Regions from separate parts of the Mus musculus genome. Here all the other regions are linked to region 1. The links are chromatin contacts, called in public Hi-C and HiChIP or PLAC-seq maps. All regions are on one chromosome and are shown on one strand. The core of a region is the stretch at or near the end of the contact, and the rest is flanking DNA. Distances in the headings are between cores, read along the strand shown.

Region 1 (2,700 bases), core at 143-2,642:
TGCCTAACTGTTAGCACTCGCCCTTCACCAACAAACACGGGAAGGAATATTTAAGCTACTTGAAATATGTGATCAGAAAGTGGCTTTCCCAGCAATCAAATGTTATGCCCTTTAATGGACATGAAAGCGCATTGTTGAAGACAGACTTCTATCATGTAAAAGATACAGTCTCTGATTATGAAATAAAGACATAACTATTGCTTACCCCAACTGACTGAGGGCAGATGGCGGCATGTTATGTAGGTGCTGCTGCTGCCAGCCAGTTACAGAGCCGAGGTGGAGCGCACTGGCAGTGTTGAAGCCAGACAGAGATGACAGATCTGCGCTACTCAGAGAGTACTCTAGATGGGAGCGAAGGAGCGGCAAGGAGAGAGAGAGAGAGAGAGACAATTAGACTGTCAAATGGTAAGCAAAATCACACAGTTTCAACCTCTAAAACATACTTTGAATCAAAGTTTTTTGATTTAGGAAAAGAAGAAAATAAAACACCACGGATAATTTGAATTTAAAAAGAAAAAAAAAATATTATCCATCTGAGTAAGGATGTCACACTAGATCCACAGTAATAGATCCTGAAATGTTAGCACATTATACTAGCTTTGTTTAAAAGTGTAAAGGATCTATATATTTTATGATCTAGAAATAGGTTTTACATTAAAAATCTTCAAGAAAGTGAGTGTTCTACTACATTAAAGAGACAGTAGCTCAGTTTCTTTGAAATATTGAATTCGATTTGAGTAAATAAAACTTCCCATCACTTAAAAAGGAGCACTGTAGATCACTGAGTAAGACAGAGGTGCTTGTACCATGCATTCTGGACACAGGCCCCACACGAGCTCCCAACAGGGCAAAGAAAATAACTTTTAAAATATGCTTTTTAAAGTGTTTACTGTAATATTTGCACATAGCAAAGCTACTCACCAGTACCATATGTTGTTGAAATGGCTGATGGATATCCTCCCATTCCTTGTCCTGGTAAAGTAGGAGTTGCTACGGAAACCACCGGGGTAGCCAATGACTGAGCCGACTGGGAGTTATTTATCCTTTGATTCTTTTAAAGTAAATAAAAAGACATTATTGGTGGCAGATTTTAAAAAGTTAAAAATATTAGGTCTCACTATTAGTTTTTCACATAAAGAAATAAGTTGGTACAAAGCTCATGAAATTAATCATTTAACATGTGTCTCTATGAACTCTGCCAACCCTATCATTTACAATCCTTCAAGAGACCAGCTGTTGCCATAGTAACCCATTACATCAGTATCTCCTAGGCAACTGAACTAGTAACAAGTACCATAGCTTTATTATGGGTAAAAACAGACTACGTTGAGAACTGATGAAATATGTATACTGTACTGCTATTGTTTCAGTTTTATTCAAATGCAAATTAAAAAATTAAAATCAACCATAGTGGGTTTTGTGATCAGTTCTATGTACAGCAGAGCTGATAGATATGATTCAGGCTATGTTATGGCCAGCAGGTGGCGCTATGACCACTTTCTTCTGCTTCGACTTCCTTGCAAAAGGATGGCAAAGTAGCTAATGCCAGTATTTAACTCCTAATAGCCAGGAGGTAAAGGATGCTTACGCTCAAAATCCTGGTATTTTAAATTTTGAAAGAATAAGTGTCTTACTATTTAATAGCTAAAGATGCATTTTTGTGTTTCTATTTTAGAGTAAGTTCAGTCTTAATATTTAAAACATGGTCTTTAGGTAAAAGGTGGGGACAGAGGAAAAAGGCCTACAAAAACCAGCTATGCTTTCCACAGGCTGTCAATGATCCTAGAAATTAATGGTGTTTAAGCATAATCAGTACCCTCATTTATTGAGGTAAGTTTTAAAATCTTTCTGTTTGATCACAGCTAGCACCTTTCACTGAGGTAGTTCTGTTATCTTCCCGAGCATGCCCTTCAAGGGACGAGTCCTTCCCACTTACCAACAGCAGATCCACATCCTCAGACTGAGAGCATGGGGAAGGAGGGAAGGAGTTTATTAATTAGTGTCTGTAAATATTTATAACTGTGAAAATCTTTCTAGCAAAAGGAGATGCATCTTCTGATAGACGCAACAGTTTAAACAGCTTGGCACACGGGATGCCAAAGACAACTCCTTAACAAAGACATTCTTTGTTTCTCTTAGTGAGGTGTTCCTTGTCTCAAACCTGAAGACTGTCTATCTTGTTTGCAGCACAGGTCATTGTCTCTCTGTTTACTGTTGTGCCCCATACTTTGATAAAAAGATAATAGGAATCTACTTTAAACCCTACTTGCTAGAGGAAAAGGGAGTCATACATGACGAGAGTGAGAGCGAGAGAGAGAGAGAGCGAGAGAGAGAGAGAGAGAGAGAGAGAGAGAGAGAGAGAGAGAGAGAGAGAGAGAGAAAGAGAGAGAAGAGAGAGAGAAAGGGGGGGCTGATCCATGGGAATGTGTCAGTTTTAAGGGATATGGGATAAATGTGATGAGAGACACTGTGTGCCCTGCCTGACCCACACTCACAGCATCACTGTGGGAGGTTTTATTTCTTAGACTCAGGCTTTTCTAAAGGAAATGTCACATGTTATTTGATTTTAGCTAAATGCACAAAATGAATATATAATAAACAATCAGTTCACAGGACTATTTCACTCCTAGGCATGGCACAGAACAGAGAATTCTAAAACAAAGCAAAACAGAAGGAAATGTTTGTGGGGTAATTTAAATC
Region 2 (2,700 bases), core at 187-2,686, 600 kb after region 1:
TGGGGGGGGAGGGTATGGGGACTTTTGGGATAGCATTGGAAATGTAAATGAAGAAAATACCAAAGAAAGAAAGAAAGAAAGAAGGAAAGAAAGAAAGAAAGAAAGAAAGAAAGAAAGAAAGAAAGAAAGAAAGAAAGAAAGAAAGAAAGAAAGAAAGAAATTGATGTAAGCATACTATTTTTCTCTAGGTCACTGTAAGGATTTTTGTTTTGATCTTTGTTTTTGTTTTTGTTAGTTTGTTTGGTTTTTCTAAGATGGGGTCTCCTCTAACACAGGTTGGCCTCAAACTCGGCTTATCACAGAGTATTTCTATAAACTCTTGATCCTGTATATTCTAAGTACTGAGATTGCAGATATATGCTACCCCATTTAAAAAAATACTTAAAATATTTCCTATCACAAATTAAGTTGTATCTCATGTGTTAACTGTTACTTTTAATTCAACCTTCACACTCAGAGTGGTGCTTACTGTGTGATAACCACTCAAGAAATCCTAAATGGAAACTTAGTGTTCTTTGGACTCATCCAGAAATTATTTGATATGCCATTTGTGGTGGGCAAAGTGATCTATGGATTACAACCCTTTTAGGTCTAGTTCATTTTGTCCAATTCTGTAGTCTGAATAAACATCAGTATAGATTAGACTTTTTCTAAACTTAAGTCCCCCTTGTGATGCTTTTCTAGTGGTGCTATAACAAAAAGCTCCGAACTTAACAGTGCAATATATTCTTCACAGAGACCATGATGCATTTCAGCATGTCTGAGTAACAGGAAACAAAGACCACCTGCAAACTGGCAGGCTTCTCAAGAATAAGGATGGAGACAACCTGGGTTTTATTCTGGGCCTCTGTTCTTGCTTCAACCATAAGTAGAACCCAAGGGGATTTCCAGTTCAGTCTGACTCATCCTAGCTCTAACACACTAGATTATGGTCTTAATCCACCAGGTTGCAGTACGAAGACTGTCACATCCATACTTGCTTCATTGCTCTGGGCTCACACTAAAAGTATCTATCCTGTCCAATCTACCATGTGTCTCTTTGTTTTGTTTTAATGCTGTGTTTTTTTCCCTCTCCCCGAATGGTGCTTGAACCACAGAGCAAAGCCCTATTTCGGGTTCTATTTCCCTGAAAAGACTGATGCTCTTAACTGAGGTTGGTTGTCTAAGTAACAGAGTGTGATCTCCTAGGCACATTACTGAATAATAGTTTCAGAGAGAGCGTGGAAAGTATGCAATATTGGCATAATAGATCAAGACTTTCATCAACATAAAAGGAAAGGAATTACAAGGTACTTGCTGACAGTGAATTGTAGCCTGATAGGGCACTCAGGGGGCAGATACACTAAAAGCATTTTGGCACAGTGAAGTGTATTTCCTGGACAGATGTGTTCCATTCATGATAGAAGGACCTTGCACTTCTCCCGAGCTTTAACTTGCAGGTTACAAGGAAGCTGTGGCCAATGTCAGCCACTGTTATCACAGGAAGTCCAGCATTGTCACCCTCTTAAAGTGACATTGCTTTAAGAAATCCAGACCAGTGCTGCCTTAGGAGGAAAACACAGTGTCCCAGTTTTTGTGTAGTGCTTTTGACTCTCAGTGGTGAAGAGACAAACACGAGCCCTTCTTATGTGATATCCGTGTTCATAAAACCTTGGCTATGTTAGGTCACAGCTTGATTTTCCTTCCTATAATTAGCTTCATAATTTGCAAATATTATTAGTATTATGGACATTTGGAAAGGTGAGCTTCCAAAGGTGTTGCTCATAAAGGGTAAAAATGTTGAATATGTTTCTTCTCTTCAATAGAGAAATAATACTCAGCAGAATTATTTCCAATGTTTTAGTGGAGTCACAAAGTACAATTTCTCTGTTGTATATTGGATGCTGTTTTTTCTACTTTTCACAGTTACTGTAACATTTAAGCTCCTCCCAGTGTTGTACTTATTTTCTTTAGATCTGAATGTGTTGATTAAGGTTTTCTTCATCCAGAGAGCGCCCCCCCCTTCACCATAAAATCTAATAAAAAGGCTCCAAATCTAACTATGCTGTCCCAGTCTGCCCTTTTACAGTGGATGGAAGATAGAATGAGCTATCGAGTAACAAACGACAAATGGATGCAGGCAGTAACCACCAAAAACTGTTTTTCTGTCCTGAAACATCTGCACAAATGTGGAGAATATGGTTAAAAACATCACATTCAGTGGCAGCCAGTTACTGGAATAGCTAGCACTTCCAGGAACAAATGCATTCCTAATGAATTTGTGGACACTGCATTTACCGCAACAACAGCAGGTTTTCTCACGCAGGCACTCGGAAGCCCTGCTCAGGGGCTTTATTGACCTTCTGCACACACTGATGGGAGAGTGGGCTGACAGCAAGAGAGGCAGAGAGCCATCCAAAACATCTTGAAAGGGCCTCCGAGAGAAAGATTTTTAGTGTTTAGAAGACCCACTCTTATTCTCTGTGCCAAAATTCAGGTATTTTGTTAAAGGACTCAGAGTGGAAAAAAATTATTTGGTTTTCTAATGATATAGTCACACAATCTCTTTCAAGAGCCACATGGAGATTGTATTTCATTCTGAGGCTACTCTAGTTTCTTGACTGCAGTATAAACATCCATTTAACTGCCTGAGAAGGGCTTATTTTTTTTCTTTCATTGCTCCTGCATATGATTCTGCTATCTATATGTGTATTACATAGG
Region 3 (2,700 bases), core at 139-2,638, 740 kb after region 1:
TCTAATATGTGAGACCAAGTCTCAGAAAGTGCTAAGAATAAAAAATATTAAAAGTGCCAGAATATGCATACATGTACCAGGATCCTATGAAGAGATACCTGAGACAATAGAATAAAAACCACCTTTCTCTTAACATAAACAGGGTCTGACCTACAAAGAATGTTTGTGTCAAAATAAGCTCAAAATAATAAGCTCAAAAGATCCCAAGATCTGTTCCTAGGTCCCTACCCCAATTTTGATTGCATAAGTAAATTCATAATGCATGACTCATGACAGGGCCATCTTTATTTCAACAAGTATGTGAATAATGTGAAGACCGTCACAACCATCACACTCAAAAAGAGGGGAACACAGCCCTATCAGCTTCATTTTAAGGTTTTCCTCTATAGAGTGAGAAGTACTGTGTGTGTGTGTGTGTGTGTGTGTGTGTATGTGTGTGTGTGTGTGGTGTGTATGTGGGTTCTGTGTGTGTGTCTATGTGCACTTGTGTGTGTGTGTGTATGTGTGTTGTCTATGTGTGTGTGTGTGTGTGTGTGCATGTGCATACATGTGTGTATATGCTCAGATGTATGTTGAGACTAGAACAAATTTAAATTTCCCTAAAATATTGCACTAAAAGAATGTCAGTAAACTTGCATGCATATTTAGAATGAAAGCACACCTATAGACTATATTCTGTCAACCATTTATTACCCAGTTTGAAATTTGACTGGATTTTGTCATTCAGCATGAACCCAAAGTACCTTAACTTTGCAGTTACTAATTTAGTCCTAATTATAATTATGACTGGAGTATCTAAAATATTGATTTTCCTAAGAAAAAGATTTTTGAGAAATAAATCTGAAATATTTTATCTTATACTATGATCGTGGTACATAAAATAGCAATTAGTCAACATATTTATAATTACTCTAATGAGAAATGCCTTTAACTTTGGAGGCCATGGATTAAACACAAGTAATTATTGCGTAAAGAATAAGCAGAAGAAGTAAAGAATATAGTCATAACCACCACATTTTCAGTAAAATTTAAGTTTAAATATCTGGGTTTATTCAGCAGTGAATGATACAACTTGCTGGTGGTTATGTGAGTTGACTAGATCTAGAAATCCTAAGGACTAATGTTTTTCTTTAAAATGTTATTAGTTTTCCAATTACCTGGGTTGAGGGGCCAGATGTCCCAAATTACAATTCATAGTAGAAACACAATGTCAGAGCTTCCTTACTCTGCATAACTGTCCCCTTTTAAATTGTTGTATTACATTTCTGCTAATAAAAGCCTTTCTAGGGATTCTATATTGCTTTTTCCCCTTGCAAGGCACATTCACATCCTTCAATGAGAGCTGCTATTATCAGAGCAATGTAACTCTTACTATTTATTTATCACAACAGCCTCGTGACTGCTTACCCAGGCGAGCACTAGAAATATCTAGCTCATTACCACTACATAAAATAGCATGGGGTATTTTCAGAATGAAAACGTTCACCGGATGACGAATTCTAAAGCTGTTCATGTCCCTGTTTCTGAAGGAAGCGATTGCGCTTTGATACTGGCAACTTGAACAATCATTGAGGAAATTTTTGATTCTTAGTGGAACACTGCCAGCCTGAATCACATCAAATACCTGCTAGTCGTTTACTTTTTCTTTCTTTCTTTCTTTCTTTCTTTCTTTCTTTCTTTCTTTCTTTCTTTCTTTCTTTCTTTCTTTCTTTCTTTCTTTAATCTGAGAACCCATGAATGTTCTTACACCAACTGATCAAAGAACATTGACCCAAATGGAGTCAGAGACTGAAAATGCCTCAACTAGGAAGTTGATCCTGGTTGCTATTTAAATCCGTTGCTTAAGTGTCCTCGGCATCCATGCTGCATTCTTTACTTGGTTCAGGGGGCAGACATTTGGGTCAAAATATCCCTAAGCATTTGTTTGCTAATGTGGACTTTAAAATGTTTACAAACAGCTGTTACAATAACCCAAATACCCGAAGCAAAATATAACATATTCAAGGATCAGACTGTTAATGACAAACATTTGTTCCAACAGCACCTAGTGGCTCAGGGTAATAAGACCCATGATGATAATGGCATTTGTCACATGTGGGCAGCTGTAGTCATGAGTGGAAGTGACTACCCTCTTACATGCCCACTTACCACTTTGAAACCAAACCTCATTGTAGTAACAATGCCGATGTCAATCCAAGAACAGTTTTAGATAAATTAGAAGCTCTGAGTTTCTAACAGAGAGGGAGAAATAGCACAGCAAATAAACTGAATAGATTTTGCTCAGTATTACTTACATGTTAGGACTCTAGGCTATTCACTATAATCAAACAACAGCAATAACAACAACAACAAAAACCTCGCTGTTTACAAGTCTAATCACTTCTAGTTGCTGTTTTTGTGCAGACGCTCTTCCGGAAATTGGTCTCTGAAAGAAGAGGGTTGTATTTTTGGTTTTGTTTTCTTGTTTACTTGTTTCCTTGCTTGAAGTCACCTGAAGTGAGCTTTGAAGGGTAAGATATTTGTCGGTTCGGGCTTGTTAATATAGTTATCTTAGAAATCAGTAGGATGAAAAGGCCAACAAGGAAAGAGACAATAAACCCAAAAGATGCCCCACCATTCCACAGGGGCACTTGTTCCACTATATTCACAGTAGCCTTATTTGTGATAGCCAGAAGATGGAAACAACCTATCTGTCCCAAG
Region 4 (2,700 bases), core at 165-2,664, 680 kb after region 1:
GGCTCCATGGCAGGTACCTAGCAGAGGCTAATTTCCAAAGCTTTCAGAATAGATGAAAACTTCCCCATACATCTAAAACAAAACAAAACAAAACAAAACAAAACAAAACAAAACAAGAGAACAACAACAACAAAAAAACACAATCACTTTCACGCTGATAAGAGAACAACTTTTAATTTTGAGTCTTTGCAAATTCACCTATGAAATGTGTTTTAATTGAAAACAGCACTAGATTCGTGCCTACCTCCCTGTGCTTTCCTGTCAAATGGCTGACAGATATAGTGTCATGGATATGTGGCATATTCCTTCTTTCTGTCTTCTCTGAAACAATGGTGCTTGAAAATGTGTTCAGTGTTCATGAAATTTCCCACAGGTTTCAGAAAGATAAAGCAACTATTCTACCTATTACTTCAGATTTGGGTACTGGCTATAGCAATGGATACTCAAAGGTAACAGGTGACATGATGAGCTGTAATTACTGACAGCATCCAGCACTTGACGCTTATGGTGTCTAGGAAAGAAGATGTATGGTAGAACAACAGATTGGTGTTGCCTCTGCACAGTGGGTACAGCGGTCCTGTCATTAGGATTACTTACTATGCTTCTGCAGCCTTGCATGCTGCAACTTGTCCAATTGTTTGCTCACCATCTATATTGACTTGCTTAGCTATTCAAGAGTAGTTGAGCTTTGTTTTGTTTATAAACTCTTTTTTTGTATACACAACGGTTGCTGGGTGTTCAATTAGAGCTGAACTTTTAAATGGTTGAGATCCAATTGTAATTGATTCCAATATAAGTCAATAGAGTTTCCGATACAGCAAAGAGCAGCCTGAAGTTCCATGCTGAATGACTGGTTAAGCCTCTATGATAATCCGTGCCTGAATCAATAAACAGTATTACATTTCAGTTGTGACTGGGTTCATGTTCTGTCTGGAATGAGGCATTTGGATCAGCTTGTCAACAGAAGGGTGTGTGTTATTTTGTAAACCTGTGCATAGCAGGCCAGAGAAAAAAAACACTTGAAATGCAAAAAGGATAAGGAACATGCTTAGGAATATTTATTTTAATCTGAAGAATATTGTTAGGGGCATTGAGGAGTAGCAGCTACTGCTTGGCAAGGTGCTCATATTATCTTCTATGGAGAACAAAGTACATAATGTCATGATTACAAAGCATCACACACACACACACACACACACACACACACACACACACACACTGGTTAGACTTCAGTAAAAGATAACCAAAAAAACCAGTTCTAAAGAGAGTAGCTGATTGGCTGTTTACCTAAAGATAAATGTTTCCTCTTCCAAATTTTTTGAAAAAAAAAAGTAGACTAATAGCTAGAAGTGTAGTGATTTGCACATTATCTAAGCCATTGAGTTATTCCTGCCTGTCCTCATTCTGGTTCTTGATTTGCAGGCCAGCTATGCTCTGCAGCTGGAGCAAATTACATCAGAAGTGCTGATGTGACCACAAGTTGACAAAAGGACATGATTTCTAGTAGCAAAAAAGCAACTAGATTTTATGAAATTGTATCTAATAATGTTGTTTAACTCATGGATCCTGCATCTGATGCCTGCTTTTTATCCAGTCCTTTCAGCGGCCCTTTGTTAACAGTCACTCAGAAGAGGAAATAAAATGTAGCCATTGAAATAAAAATTGCTCTACTCTTTTTAATAGCTCAGCTGCAGGCTCTATTGTTTTATTTAATGGATTGTATAACTGAAGTCTCCTCCTGATGATTCCCATTTGGCTTCTGAGTCCCCCAATCTCTGTCAGAATCTTGAGGGTTCCAGAAGGTGTCTGGCATGTTGCTAGTTTGTAATGAAAGTAGATAGTAAAAGCAATAATAAATTTTAAAATGTAATTCTTATTACAAACTTCATAGTAATATGTGTAAGAAGTTGAGGTTTCTCATAAAGAATCAAAAAGAAAAGCACAATTAGCCCCCAGATTCAACAATTCTTGTTCAGGATAAGGTAGAAGTTTCACTAGGTTAAACATGCAGAGTAAACTAAACTTGCACGTAGTATAAAGGATTGAGGGTGGAGAGAGAGCACAGAAGGACTAAAAAAGCAAACAAAATAAATAAAACAATTACATTTGTTGTTTGTCAGAACCAATGTCTTCTATTTGTTTTGGAGAACCTGGAATGACTTCTCTTCTACCTGACTATCCTTGGCAGATATGGCCAGAGTACCTGTGAATCATTATAGTGTGACTTACTGTCATTCTACCCAGAGATACATATGAATCATTATAGTGTGACTTACTGACATTCTACCCAGATATACATGGATACTGTATTATTAGGTTTTAAAATTTTACTTGTTCTTTAATGCCGTTAAGATGTGTTAAATTATATTTAGGTTATGCTTTTCTATGATGAAGTATATCAATGTGCATTCAGAAAATGAAAGTTTTAAAAAAATGGCCCTTCTACAAAGAGAATGTGGAAAAAAAATACCGAGAAAAGATCAACTCCTTTTCTACAGTGATTCATATTTTAAATATAAGTGAACTGCAGAGTATTTACCTGACTCAAACTGCTATACTCTCTCCCTCCTGACAGAGCCCACAAAAAGCTTTTGTGGTTCATCTTTCCTCCCTCCCTACCTCCTCCCTCCCTCCCTCCCTCCCTCCCTCCCTCCCTCCCTCCCTCCCTCCCTCCCTCCCTTCCTCCCTCCCTCCCTTCCT

The links. HiChIP or PLAC-seq counts read pairs in DNA pulled down with a chosen protein or histone mark. A called contact is a pair of places that touch in the nucleus more often than the background predicts.
Region 2: a contact with region 1 is called in a RAD21 HiChIP or PLAC-seq map of pro-B cells, with 7 times the contacts expected there. The contact joins two enhancer-like sites. A contact is called at or near these places in 3 of 15 datasets of contacts at CTCF or cohesin (the NIH/3T3 cell line, large pre-B cells and pro-B cells), 6 of 484 Hi-C or Micro-C datasets (the CH12 cell line, LSK cells, bone marrow-derived macrophages and 3 more), 5 of 115 datasets of contacts at active chromatin or transcription factors (the 230-238 cell line, fibro-adipogenic progenitors, large pre-B cells and 1 more) and 1 of 9 other capture datasets (embryonic stem cells).
Region 3: a contact with region 1 is called in a Hi-C map of cortical neurons, with 4 times the contacts expected there. The contact joins two enhancer-like sites. A contact is called at or near these places in 1 of 15 datasets of contacts at CTCF or cohesin (large pre-B cells), 4 of 484 Hi-C or Micro-C datasets (B cells, CD4 T cells, cerebral cortex and 1 more), 2 of 115 datasets of contacts at active chromatin or transcription factors (fibro-adipogenic progenitors and large pre-B cells) and 1 of 9 other capture datasets (embryonic stem cells).
Region 4: an H3K4me3 HiChIP or PLAC-seq map of embryonic basal ganglia shows a contact between it and region 1, with 4 times the contacts expected there. The contact joins two enhancer-like sites. A contact is called at or near these places in 1 of 15 datasets of contacts at CTCF or cohesin (the NIH/3T3 cell line), 3 of 115 datasets of contacts at active chromatin or transcription factors (embryonic basal ganglia, fibro-adipogenic progenitors and large pre-B cells) and 1 of 9 other capture datasets (embryonic stem cells).

The regions. Positions count from the first base shown.
Region 1 is chr13:83,653,858-83,656,557 of GRCm38.p6, reverse strand. Mef2c (myocyte enhancer factor 2C) reads right to left here. Exons shown (of 11, transcript NM_001347575.1): 8 at 1,937-1,960; 9 at 922-1,051; 10 at 206-341. It overlaps Gm52044 (a long non-coding RNA gene), which reads left to right. Exons shown (of 3, transcript XR_003950630.1): 3 at 1-2,700. Among named protein-coding and RNA genes, the nearest start is that of Gm52044, 7.1 kb to the left of the region's middle. Within about 2 kb of position 1,392, at least 40 of the 459 cell types and tissues checked have an H3K27ac peak or open chromatin away from gene starts, as enhancers often do. A contact at or near this core is called in cortical neurons, embryonic basal ganglia and pro-B cells, where this site is marked.
Region 2 is chr13:83,054,792-83,057,491 of GRCm38.p6, reverse strand. No RefSeq gene overlaps it. Among named protein-coding and RNA genes, the nearest start is that of Gm33073, 64 kb to the left of the region's middle. Within about 2 kb of position 1,436, at least 14 of the 459 cell types and tissues checked have an H3K27ac peak or open chromatin away from gene starts, as enhancers often do. A contact at or near this core is called in pro-B cells, where this site is marked.
Region 3 is chr13:82,911,824-82,914,523 of GRCm38.p6, reverse strand. No RefSeq gene overlaps it. Among named protein-coding and RNA genes, the nearest start is that of Gm33073, 210 kb to the left of the region's middle. Within about 2 kb of position 1,388, at least 7 of the 459 cell types and tissues checked have an H3K27ac peak or open chromatin away from gene starts, as enhancers often do. A contact at or near this core is called in cortical neurons, where this site is marked.
Region 4 is chr13:82,973,330-82,976,029 of GRCm38.p6, reverse strand. No RefSeq gene overlaps it. Among named protein-coding and RNA genes, the nearest start is that of Gm33073, 150 kb to the left of the region's middle. Within about 2 kb of position 1,414, at least 7 of the 459 cell types and tissues checked have an H3K27ac peak or open chromatin away from gene starts, as enhancers often do. A contact at or near this core is called in embryonic basal ganglia, where this site is marked.